Regions from separate parts of the Capra hircus genome. Here region 1 is linked to region 2. A link is a contact called in public Hi-C data. All regions are on one chromosome and are shown on one strand. The core of a region is the stretch at or near the end of the contact, and the rest is flanking DNA. Distances in the headings are between cores, read along the strand shown. Region 1 has its middle 67 kb from the start of LARP1. Region 2 overlaps LARP1 (la-related protein 1).

Region 1 (6,247 bases), core at 953-3,452, 120 kb after region 2:
CTCAGAGAGGGGCAGGGGCTTGCCTGAGGTCACCCAGGATGTCGACAGAACCTAGATTCGGCCATGTAGCTCCCAGCTCAGCTCTTCCTCCTGCTGGTTTTCTCACCTCTGCACTCTGGTGCCTTCAAGGCAAGGAGACCAAGGGAAAGCAGGCCTGCATGCTGAGGGCTTCCTACATTCTAGCTGAAACATCAGCTGCCAGGGTTCAACCTTCCCATTTTACAGATGCCATCCCTGAGGCACTGTGAGGCTGTGGGTCCTGCACCGGAGTTTGCAGGGGCTGGAAACTCAGGCCAGGTGACCCCAGTGTTGAGCTTTCCCCACATTCGCATCCTGTCTCTTGACCCTGCCATAGCGATTCTCACTCCCCAAGCTAGGGGCAGAGTGTGACTTCCCACTGGGGCTCTCAAGCTCCAGACCCGAGGCTGGCAGTTTAGGACTTAACTGCTCATGCTTGATCCATATGTCTGAGGTGCCTGAGAAACTTGCTTGCCTGACCACCTGTCCTTCAGGTGGAGAAAGGGGAAGCTGAGAGCATTCCAGGGTCTGGTCAGGGTCACAGGGAGACCAGTCATGGTGGAACCAGGGCCAAGGTCTGCCATGTCTCTCTTGGCCAGTGTTCAGCCATCTGCGGTTCAGTAATGACCTCTACACTCAGCCCTGGAGAAAAAGAATGATGCATCTTGGCGAGTCCAAGGTCAAGGGCACCTCCTTCCACAAATGTAGCGGATGCCTTGCACTCACATAGCCATTCTCAGACTTTTTGGTCTCAAGACCCTCTTAAAAATCACTGAACCCCAAAGATTTTTTGTTTATGGTGTTTATGTCTATCAATATTTACTGTATCAGAAATAGAAATTGAGACACTTAATAAATATCAATGATGTAAAAATAACTAAGCACTCTAACATAAATACATGTTACAAAAAATAACCATACTTTAGGAAAAAATTAGGGTGAAGAGTAGCACTGCTTTACATTTTTCCAAATCTCTTTATTGTCTGCTTTAATAGAGAGCAGCTGGATTCTCACATCTGTGTCTGCGTTCAATCTGCTATGAAATAACGTGACACGTTGCCTCTGGGAAACTCCATAGTATACTCGTGGGAGAACGAGAGTGCAAAAGCTCTTAGTCTTACAATGAAAACAGCTGTGACCTCGGGATCCCCTTGAAAGCGTCCTGGAGATCTTCAGGGGTCCCTGGACCATACTTTGAGAACCGGTGGTCTACATTCTGATTTATATGAAGTGGATCTGGTTGTCATTTGTATTTGATAGAGGCCCAAAGTGAGGCTCAGGCTTCCCAGGGGGCACTAGTGGGAAGAACCTGCCTGCCAGGGCAGGAGACCAAGAGACACTGATTCGATCCCTGGGTCAGAAAGATCCCCTGGAGGAGGAAATGGCAACCCACTCCAGTATTCTTGCCTGGAGAATCCCATGGACAGAGGAGCCTGGCGGGCTACAGTCTGTGGGGTCACCAAGAGTCAGACACGACAGCAGGCATGCAATCACGAATGGATCAAGGTGAGGCTCAGCGAGGTTGTGAGGCTTGCCCCCAGAGACACACGACCAGTGAATGGTGCTGTCGGGATTTGAACCCAAGACCATCACCTCTAAGTAACTGTGTCCTTAATGGTGCTGTCAGGATTTGAACCCAAGACCATCACCTCTAAGTAACTGTGTCCTTAACAGCAAAACTGTTCTCCAACCTCTGGCTGGTGGACAGGGATGGTTGTAAGAGGGATGGTATCAGGAAGGAGCCAGAGGCTGTGGGATGCCATTAGGTAGGGAGAATGAAGTAGTGAGGTGGGTACAGTGTGCTCAGGGTCAGCCTGTCTGGACCCACATCCTGGCTCTGACCTGTGCATTCTGTCTGACCTGGGGCCAAGCACTCAGCTTCTCTGAGTTTCAGACATCCCCTCTGTAAAATGTGATAATATGCTATCTGCACCATAGGGTCTTTGGGAAGATTAAATATTAATTCATGTAAATATTAACAGTGCTCAATAAATGTGGATAGTGTATACATCCTTTGTTGCTATAAATTTGAGGACAGGGCTGTGCATATGTTTTCACTGAGGTTGGAGAGAGAGGCAGGGGTGCCTAGAGTACAGGTCCTGAGGGCCGGGGCCGGGGCAGTGAGGAGATAGGTGGCCTGGAGGGCGAGGGAGGGCTCAAACCCGGGGCGTGGTGCTCCCGAGTGCTGGGTATCTGCTGATGCTGACTCCATGACTTCAGGCGCCCAAGTCAGCACTGAAATACGCTCTGACCGGAGGGCCAGCCGTGCCTGCCCCAGTGGACAGAAGCCAAATCTCTTGTTCAGGTCACCATCCTGGCCACTGTGTCCTGAGACCAGGCCTCCAAGAGTCCAGCCTAGAAAAGCCTCCAGACCACCTGCCTCTCCTGACCTCATTCGGGGAGCGAAGCCGCAAGCTCTAGCTCCCTCTTCTCCTGTATTCCCGGCTCTAGAATATAGTCTAGAGCCACACTGTCAAGCGATCCTGGAGCTGCCTTGCCCAACTGCCCCCTTTCCCTTTTAGTAGGTGGGGAATTTGAGTCCCGGAGACAGAAAGGAGAGGCTCACACCACACAGCAAAGCTGGGAATACGAAGCCCAGATTGCCTGATGTTTGCCTCGGGTTGCGCCACCATGGCACATCCCGCTTGCCCTGCTCAGCAGGGATTTAAGGCCAATGTGTCTGAGGACAGTGGCTCTGGAGCTCCCCTGCCTGGTACAAGTCTCAACTCTGCCACTTCCTGGCTCTGAGACCTCAGGCAAGATGCTTAGCCTTTCTATGCCTCGTTTTTCTTTAATTATAGAATGGGAACACATAATTTCACCTCCTTCAGTTAAGTATTGTATGGATTAATGCGAGCAGATCCATGCAAAGCACATGAGACACTGCTGAGCACTGAGCCCTGGTGGGCAACACAGACACCATCACCACCACCATCACCATCCTCGTTGAGCGCTGAGCCCTGGTGGGCAACACGGACACCATCACCACCACCTTCACCATCCTCGTCGTGAGGAGATGCACTGGGGTGTTCCTTGTGGAGCATTCACCCTACTCTCTGCAAGGGAGAGGAGGGTAAAGGCAGAGCTGGATCCTGACCTCTGCATAGTAACTGATTCACAGGGCGATTTGGGGCAGATGGCCTGCTGTGTCTGGGTCTCTGGGATTCCAGCTGGAACAAAAGGGTCTGTTTAAAAAATTTTTTTCTATTATACCTCTAGCCTCCTCTGGCAATAATGACCATAGAGATGTGTAGGGCTGCTCATTACAGTATAAGGTAGCAATAAACACCTGGAAAACAATCTTAAGGTCCTTCTACTCTGCAGCTTTAAAAATAAGAGTATAGTTCCAAACGGAAATAATCCAAATGTTCGTCAACAGGTGAAGGGAAACCCAAACTGACACATCGAAGCGGTAAAACACTCTTCTGCAATGAAAGGCAATGAACTCAGGACACAGCAACATGGGTGAGCCTCAGAAACATCACGCTTGGTGAGGAAGCCTTGCCCCAAAGAGTGCCTGCCGTGTTATCCGTTAAAGTGAAATTCTGGAGGACTTTCCTGGTGGTCCAGTGGTTAGGGATCTGCCTTGCAATGCAAGATTCCATCCCTGGTCAAGGAACTAAGATCCCACAAGCCATGGAGTTACTGAGCTTGGGAGGTTCAACCGCTGAGCCAGCATGCCGGCCGCAGTTACTGAGCCCTGCATCACAACCAGAGAGTCTGTGCATCGCAACGAGAGAGCCCGTGTATTGCAACTAGAACCCAACACAGCCAAAAAGTAAATAAATAAATTTCTGGAAAAGGGAAATCTAAACTCTAGGGACAGGAAATAGTTTATTGGTTACCTGGGGCTGGGTATGAGGACAAGAGATTGGTAACAAAAGGGCATGAGGGAATTTTGGGGGCAACAGAAATGTTCCAGGTCTTGATGACGGTGGTGGTTACATGGATGTATATAAATTTGTGAAACTCACTGAATTGTTCTCTTAAAATGGGTACATTTTACTCTATGTAAATCATACCACAATCAAATTGGTTAAAATAATAAATGATAATTCACACATATAAGGAAAACTTTGAATTTGTCAGGAGTGGGCTACATCTTTGGCACCAATACGGCGAGATGTGCATGTTGCGTTGTTAAAAGAAAAATAAAGGCAGTTACACAACAAGGCAGGAGACCCTGATGGTTATGGAGAGAGATCTCTGGGGGCTGAGCCTGGGCCGCACGCCTCACGTGCATGCAAGGTTTTATAGATGAGAAGACTGAGGCGCAGAGAGATGAAGTAACACTTAGGAAGCCAAGAAGCTGCAGGGTTGGAGCCTATCGCAACTCCAATCCAGTAAATAATTGCCAAGGTTAATCTATGTGCACAAAAAATCTGGAGAGATAACCCCAAACTAGGCCTGGGGATTGTGCATAGGAAACAGATTCACGGGCACTTTCGCTTTCAATACCATGTATTTCTGTTCTGTTACATTTGTTGTAACATGCCTGAATCTTTCTAATCAGAGAAAGCAATATAGGGTTTTTTTTTTTTTAATTACTAAAGAAAGTCCCCATCCTGTATCTCGTCTGCACAGGAGCTGAGCATCCACTCTCCACTTCTCCCTCCACCAGACAGGCCCGTGTACCTGGCCAGAGCCCCGGGCCCCACTGATAAAGGCCAGGGGCCACCATATCAGGCCCACGCAGCCCCTGCAGTCCCATCCATCTGGTGTCCCCAGGGAGGGCGGGCCTAGTCCCAGGAATCAGCAGCCTCGGGGCCCTGGAGATAAGAGGACCTGGAGGGCTGGGCGGTGAGAGCCAGTGGGGTCAGGGACTGCAGCAGGGAGGGGGTCTGTGAGCCAGGGATGTTGGTGGACCTTTCCCCACTGAATAGACCAGGCTGCTAAGACCCAGAGAAGCTGTGACTAGCCTGCTCTGTTTGTGGATCTGACTTTGTCTGCTGTGTAGCCCTGGGTATATGTCTCTCTCAGATCCTCAAGGTCCCCCGGGATTCTTTGATTCCAGCCTGGTCCTCTTTTAGGAAGTAACCTGGGCCTAGAAAACATCCTTGAAAGCCCCCAGTGGGTTCTTAGGACCCCAGAATCAACTCCAAGTGGTAAGTAGAGGTCCACTAGCCTGAGCACATGCGCACATGCCTGCCTGGTGCTGCCCAAGTCTGCAGATCCCAAGGACAAGCCTGGTCACCCCGCGCCAGGCCAAGGCTTGTTTACACGTCCAAAGGTCAGATGCTGCCTTCCAGGGCTGGCCTCAGCTGGGAAGAGTCTGCAACTGTGTGCCCAGGACACAGGCAGCATGTGCCCTGGAGAGGGGTGGGCACTCCAGGAGGGGCTGGAGGGAGATGACATGCAGCTTGCCCTCCCTGGGGGCTACCTTAGTGGTACAGTGGTTAAGACTCCACTTCCACTGCAAAGGGTGCAGGTTCGATACCTGGTCAGGGAACCGAGATTCCACATGCCGTGCTTTATTGCTGTTCAGTTGCTCAGCTGTGTCCGACTCTTTGTGACCCCATGGACTGCAGCGCGCTAGGCTTCCCTGTCCATCCCCAACTCCCAGAGCTTGCTCAAACTCATGTCCATCGAGTTGGTGATGCCATAGAACCATCTGGTCCTCTGTCGTCCCCTTTTCCTCCTGCCTTCAATCTTTCCCAGCATCAGGGTCTTCCCTAATAAGTTGGCTCTTCGCATCAGATGGCCAAAGTACTGGAGTTTCAGCTTCAGCATCAGTTCTTCCAATGAATATTCAGGACTGATTTCCTTTAGGGTTGGCTGGTTTGATCTCCTTGCTGTCCAAGGGACTCTCAAGAATCTTTTCCAACACCACAGTTTAAAAGCATCAATTCTTTGGTGCTCACCCTTCTTTATGGCCCAACTTTCACATCCATACATGACTACTGCAAAAACCATAGCTTTGACTAGGTGGACCTTTGTTGGCAAAGTAACGCCTCTGCTTTTTAATATGCTGTCTAGATTGGTCATAGCCCTTCTTCCAAGGAGCAAGCGTCTTAATTTCTTGGCTGCAGTCACCATCTGCAGTGATTTTGGAGCCCAAGAAAATAAAGTCTGTCACTGTTTCCATTGTTTCCCCATCTATTTGCCATGAAGTGATGGGATGGGATGCCATGATCTTTGTTTTTTTAATATTGAGCAGAGAGGCCAAAAATTTTTTTTAAAAGACTGAAAAAAAAAAAGCTTACCCTGCCTCCCTGGGAGCGCTCCTGCC
Region 2 (6,498 bases), core at 2,304-4,803:
CAGGCTGCTTTTTTTTGCCTTTTCAAGTTTTTATTTTTATACATTTTTTTTGTATTAAAAAGAAAAGCATAATTACCACAAATTACAAACGACTAAAGCAGGACTAGAATAATGAATGAATCACTTCAGCCTGAAAAGCAGATACTCTCAATAATATTAATGTTATAATACAAGCTCATTCAAGTATTTTACATTTTTTTTCCTTGTAAATGTGATATCCTAGCACATGGTAAAGATAATGTACTATGAGCATAAGGTGGAACCTTCTCCGCAAAGCCAGATGACAAGTTTTCCTCTCCAGTCAGAATGGGCTGCATGTTCTGATCTTCTCTGCCTCTGCCATCAATGTGGCTGAAGGAGAGGGTGGGGCTGGGACAAATCCTGGGACCCTCACACACGAGATACTTGGGGGGTCCCATTCGGGAGGGTGATCCAGACCACTCGACCCAGGCTTTTGGCAAAAAACCAGCCCACCCTCCCTAATTAGTTGTCTTCTTTGCCCCTCCTCCCACTGCCAGGGCTTTCTGAGCAGCTTTCTTTTGTAAAATCAATCACCAGGAAAGGGGAAAGAAGAACTACAATAGAACAGAAAAACATAACAACTTTGACATGGGGGCTCCTCGCTGGGCTCTGAGCCCAAGGGGTCCAGGCTGCGGCAGCGTCAGGCACTACCTAGAGTGCCTTTCCTCCCAGGTTCAGGAGACAGTGGGAGAAACCTGCCCCTGAGCAGAGCTGAGGTACACAGACCTTCTGATGTTTGAGGCCCAAAGATCATGTTGGCGTGGACCCATCTTGGAAAGGTACAGGATGAATGGAAGGATTGGGGCAGGCTGTCGCTTCTGTCTCAGATCTTGGATCCCCATGGAGGATGGTGGGTGTGAAGTGGCAAGCCCTGATGTCCTTTGCCACTCCTTGCATGCTTGTCACAGATACATCGGTCCTAAATTCAAGTGTCTTCAGAAAGTGAAGATGTAAACTACTCTTTGCAACATTAACTCCAAACATGTCACACAAAATAAAAAAGGAAGAAAAAAAGCACCCCCCCACTCCTCCCCAGCCTGTATTGAGATGAAGTCCTCACCTCCCCACCCCAAAGGGGCTTCTTCTCTCTGGGGTGTCTGTGGGGAGGGTCAGGGAGAGGATGGCAGGCCCCTGGCCTGGGAGTAAACTCTAGACAACAGCCCACACTCTCAAGGCTTCCTTGTGACCCCAAACCCAGCAGAGAACACACACTGAGGTTACTATGGTGCTGGAAGCAGTACAGGGTCGAGCAACCCGAAGGAAAAGGGGCAATTAAGGGAAGGAGGGGGTCCAGGTGTCCGGTGTGTGGTACATCATGGGGCAGGCACCGGGCTGGCAAGGGAGAGGCCCAGACTCCACTGTCAGAGCACAGAGCAGACACTCATCTTGGCCTTCTAGGCAACCAGCTCAGAGGGATGGAGATGGGCTTCCCCATAATGGGAGGGTGGAGGCTGGGGTGGGCGGGGTGGCACAGCAGTGAGGTGCCCAAGACAGAAGACAAGCCCTTGCCAGCCTGAGATGCTGGCCTCTACTCCCAAATTTAGGGCCCAAAAGAGGAAGCAGTTGAAGAGAGCTGAGAGTGTGAGCGCATGACCACCACCACCTCGGGGTGAGTGTGTCATCATGCCCACGCCCAGCCCCCAGTCCAGTCTGTGAAGGCCAGTCATGGGTCACCGTCCCTAGCTGCAGCTGCCAGGAGACCGGCCATTGCACTAATCATTCACAGCCCGAGACAATCAGTCAGTGGCTGGAGAAGTGAAGACAGGCATACTCTATGTCCACATATACCTTCTGGCCATGGGGCTTCTCCAACTGGCAGGATTACCCATACCCTCAAAGCCTCCTCATCACTTGTTCCTAGGCAGGGTCAACTGGAAGGTGGGCAGAGATGGCTTGCAGAGGGGTGATGCAAGATGGACAAACCCACCCGGCCCACGGGAGGAGAACAGCATCCTTCTCCACCTTTCAAGAGACAAAGCCTCCTGGAGGTCTCAGAGATCGATCGAGGGAATGCAAGCAATGTTTCCAAGCCTCAGCTGCCAAGTGTTCACCCTTCCCCTCTGAGGTGGGGGAAGACGGTCAGGCTGAGGACAAGTGTGCCCCAGATCCAGGCCAGCGCTGTCCTCCAACAATCTGAAGCAAACTTGGCCTTGGGGTTCCGAAGGCAGGATGAAGGGCGTCACGGCAGGACGGAGCCTGGCGAAAGGAACAGCAAGCAGAGCGACGACACGACAGTGGCAGCAGCGTGTGGACACAGGGTGTCAGCCTCAAATGACGCAACAGCGGGAATATTTGGGCACGGCTCTCATCTGAGCCACTCCCAACTCTCTTGCCTACAGGCAGGAGGTGCTATACATGCAACTCAGTTAAGAGACAGATTCTAACCAATCCAGCCCAGGCACATCCAGAGAAGGTGCGAGCTCTTCAAGTTGACTCCACGGAGGAAAACAGGCATTTGGGTATTTCAGATTCCCACTCCACAATAAGGCAACTTTTAAAAAAATACTATTTCCAAGAACAAAACAAAAAAAATCCCAAGAGTAGGGGAAAGACATCACTTTCTGTGGATTAGGTGGGGGTTTTCTGATGGTTTTTTTTTGGTCTTTTATGGTCGATTTTGTCTTTTTTTTTTTTTCTTTTCATTTCCCCAAGGATGGAAAGGTCAGAGAAAAATAAAATAAATCATCTTTCAATAGTCTTTTCTGGTATGAGCAGCGTCTCTCTGGGCTGGAGTAAGGGGCATGGGGAGAGGGGGATGTAGAGAGGCTGAAACCTTCCCTCACCCCCACTTCTAGATCCTTTGGTTTCCTCCTCCCAGAAGATGGCAGAAGGGTGTAATGGGGACAGCAGGGAGAGAACATGGCGATGGCAAGCCCCAGATGATCAAGGGGCTGGTGCTTGTAGGGCCCAGGGACGCTGCCAGAGCCTTTTATGAAACAGTGCTGGGCAATGGGGCCCACAGGGCCTTTTTGTGGGCTGCATAGTTGGCTTGAGGGGGAGCAGGAGGCAGCTGTGGATGGGGACCAGGGTTGCGGCCTACCAGCCGCGGGCAGGGCTGCAGAGTGATTTTGGTAATCCAGACGAACTATCAATAATTTAAAACTTGATATATATATATATATATATATATAAAAATTTCCCCCCTTGCCCTCCCCCCCTTAGAAGAAGCTAGGATGTGAAGAAGAGTCATGGAAAGAGAAGAGGGAAGGGGGTGTGTGGAGGCTCCTGCCCAGGGGTACCTCTGATAGCCCAAATGGTATACACATTGCTACTCAGCACGAAGGCCCATCTTAATGACTACAGGCCTGTCCCTTCTCTGTCCCCTCTCCTGGGACTGGGCACCCCAACAGACGCTCACCTACCCTCTCCATCCCTTCTCCCCCCAAAACCCCAGGGCTAAAGGGCTTTTCACTTCCCCAAAGTCTGTGCATCCGAGTGCTGGCTTGTCCATTTGGCATCTTCCCGGACGGGCTGGCCAGTGGGTGGTGTGGGGGGCTGGCTGGTGGGTCTGCTGGAAGACTGGGAGGGGCACCGTTTCCTGCCCTCGCCGCTGCCACCTCCTGCCGCCACTGGGTGTCGCTTGTGGTTGCCCTCCTCACCCATGGGGGGCTGTAACAAGGTGGGAGTCACAGTGATTAGGGAGCACTACCCACAACCCCGCCCTTGCCAGGGCTATTCAGAAACCCCCTACTTCCTACCTCCCAGTGTAGATAATAAATAGGTTTATAACCCTAAGAACTAGTCACTAGTTTTATTAAGCACATCTTCACGCCAAGATGTCAAACCTTGTGCTGATTTATGCACATTTACTCATGGGGTCTACACCACCCTTTGATGTAGACATGACCATCTAATTTCACAGAAGAGGACAGCGAAGCACAGAAAAATAATTTGCTGCCAAGAGGTCCAGAACTTTTAATGGGTAAAGACAAAATCTGAAACAGGCCTATTCAGCACTGAAGCCCAGGCCTTATCCATACGTCTTTCTGCTCCCCTTCTGGGAAGTGGCGGCTGCTCAGGAGACGGTACATGGAATGTAGCATGCAATCCACTGACATGCCTCCATTCAGAAGGCCCAGAGACTCCTGGGGACTGCCTCATGGCCCTAAAAAGGACACTGATTAAGAGTCAGACTGGGATCCAGTCTAGCCTCACCACTGCCAGAGGTCCTGTAACCCCAAGGTCACCTCTCCCCTTTCTGGGAGCCAAAGCTGAGCCCTTTCTGCTCTGCTCCCAACAGGTCTCCCTGTTCTCTGCACATGCACCCTCTGCACCCTCCCCCCGCTCCAGCCCCCAAAGGAGGAAGTCCTTAAGGATGGAAGAAAACGGGCCTAACTTGTCGTCAGGACACCTAAGCAGTACTGCCACTATCTCACTGGCTGGCCGTGGGCTCCTGATCATCCACTGCTATAGGGATGACAATAAGAACCCTGCCTGCTTCACTTTACAAAGGTTTAAAAAGGTTAAAGCATAGTGTCTGACACACAATAAAGTCAAATTTTTTAATGTATGTGAGGACTCTTACTTACTTCTATTTGCCCTTTTGCTAAAAGGTTTCAAGGAAGTAACACGACTGGCATATCCCTACTACACTATAAACACTTTGAAGGAAAAAGTTTTACTTATCTCTGGAATCCCTGATACACTCAGGACAGAAGAGGAACCAGTAGTCATAACTTTGACCACCACTGGATGTCACTGTTGAGTCACTGTGCCAAGAAGAAGTGGGAGGAGCAGGGAAGAACTAGACATACTTTATCAAGTTCTAGGGCTGGAACTGACCTCTCCCAGAAAGAATAAGAACATTTACCTACGGTACTCGTCCTGATCACCTCTAAATAGGGCACAGCAGCAAAGAGGGATGGAGGTAACACAGAAAGGGCATTACGATGGTTCAGCCACATCCACCATGGGAAAGGGAGTGGGGAGTGATCACAAACCCTCCAATGAGCCTTCACTGCCCACTTCTCATACCTTCTCTTAAAGAAACTTAAGGCCCAAAAGGGACAAGAAGGGTCCCTGGGCTAGTGGCCCAGCTGGGATCAAAACCCAGGTATCCAGATCTCTGGTTCAGTTTTCCTTCTAAGACAATCAGGGTGGGAAAGATGAGAGACATCCACTCACATCCACTCGGAAGTCTTCGAGACGTCGGAATTTGCCGAGGTATTCTTGAAGTTTGGGGTCAATGTCCAAATTTTTGGCTTTGGAATATTTCAAGAAGGCCCAGAACTTTTCTAGCCCATATAGCTGACCTGCAGGGAAATAGAGAGGTAGAAAGAAGCTTGGCCGCTGAGAAGTTAAGAACAGAGAGGCTCAGGAGAAGGGGATGTGATGTGATACAGACAAGCCCAGGGGCCAAGAAGACAGATAGATGACCAGGGCTCACAGAGTCCCAGCTCCGACTCTTACCTGCTTCGTAGTCCTTCACGGTTTCCTCCTGAAAGTCCTTAAATATGTCCAGCCGGAACTTCTTTTCCAGGCCGTAACTGTAGTATCGAAAAAGGCACTCCAAACCATATCTGTAGGAGAACACAAGTCAGTGAAATCAGGACAGTTTCTTTGTCTGTAAATAGGAAATGTATCTGGATGACAGATCTATGAAACCATTTAAAATACATGGATTACTGAGAAAATGCTAAGTGTTCTCTGGGAAGGCTGGCATTTAATGCTAGTCTAAATGAGTCCAGCATTAAACGTTCACCGAGGGTCAGCAAACTTGGGCCAAATGAACAACAGCCTTCTGCCTACACCCATCTGCCTATGAAGTTATCACTGGTTACTTTCTGCTGCTAGAGCAGACAGGAGTTGTAACAAGAGACTTTATGTTCCACAAACCTAAGCTATTTGTTGTCTGTCCCCTAAGCAAATTTTGTCAATCGCCAGCATGAGCTCTCTGCAAAGCCATTTGACCATGGCAATTAGATCATCTATTCACTCACCGGAATCAGAAATTTCAATTCTAGCAACGTATACAGGGAAATGACCAAAAATGTAGATTTAGATTTTATAGATGTACCAAAATTGTTCATAGCAGCATTCTTTTGAAAAACTTAAGTCTTGGAAGAGTGATTAAGAAAAATTATGATAACTGTACAACAGAATAATACAATCTATTTAAAATTATAATTTAAGTATACACTGATGGATACTTAAATGCTCATGCTTATAAATGATGAAGAACGTATTAAAAAAAGCATTCTTTTATGACCTGAATTCATAAATATGGCAGAACATTAACACTGGTTGTCTCTGGACTGAAGGATGTTTTCCCCCAGCTTCTTTAAACATTTGTCCTTTTCAAATTGTTCACAGAGAAAAGATTTTACTTGGGAAAAGTGCCCCTCTAGTTTGTTTTTTTTTAATAGCAAAATATTAAAAGTAACTGAAGTATCTATTAATAGGAGACTAAATTATGGTACAGCTATACAGTAAGACCACATAAGCCATAAAAAAAAAAAAAAGTTATTTATATATGGA

The links. Hi-C and Micro-C count contacts between places; a contact is called where the count stands out from the background.
Region 1: a contact with region 2 is called in a Hi-C map of blood, with 4 times the contacts expected there. The contact joins two enhancer-like sites. A contact is called at or near these places in 3 of 5 Hi-C or Micro-C datasets (blood and liver).

The regions. Positions count from the first base shown.
Region 1 is chr7:44,491,684-44,497,930 of ARS1.2, forward strand. No RefSeq gene overlaps it. Among named protein-coding and RNA genes, the nearest start is that of LARP1, 67 kb to the left of the region's middle. Within about 2 kb of position 2,203, at least 2 of the 5 cell types and tissues checked have an H3K27ac peak or open chromatin away from gene starts, as enhancers often do.
Region 2 is chr7:44,366,553-44,373,050 of ARS1.2, forward strand. LARP1 (la-related protein 1) reads right to left here. Exons shown (of 19, transcript XM_018050127.1): 17 at 5,431-5,540; 18 at 5,146-5,273; 19 at 9-3,630. The coding sequence ends at 3,430. Among named protein-coding and RNA genes, the nearest start is that of CNOT8, 31 kb to the left of the region's middle. Within about 2 kb of position 3,554, at least 1 of the 5 cell types and tissues checked has an H3K27ac peak or open chromatin away from gene starts, as enhancers often do.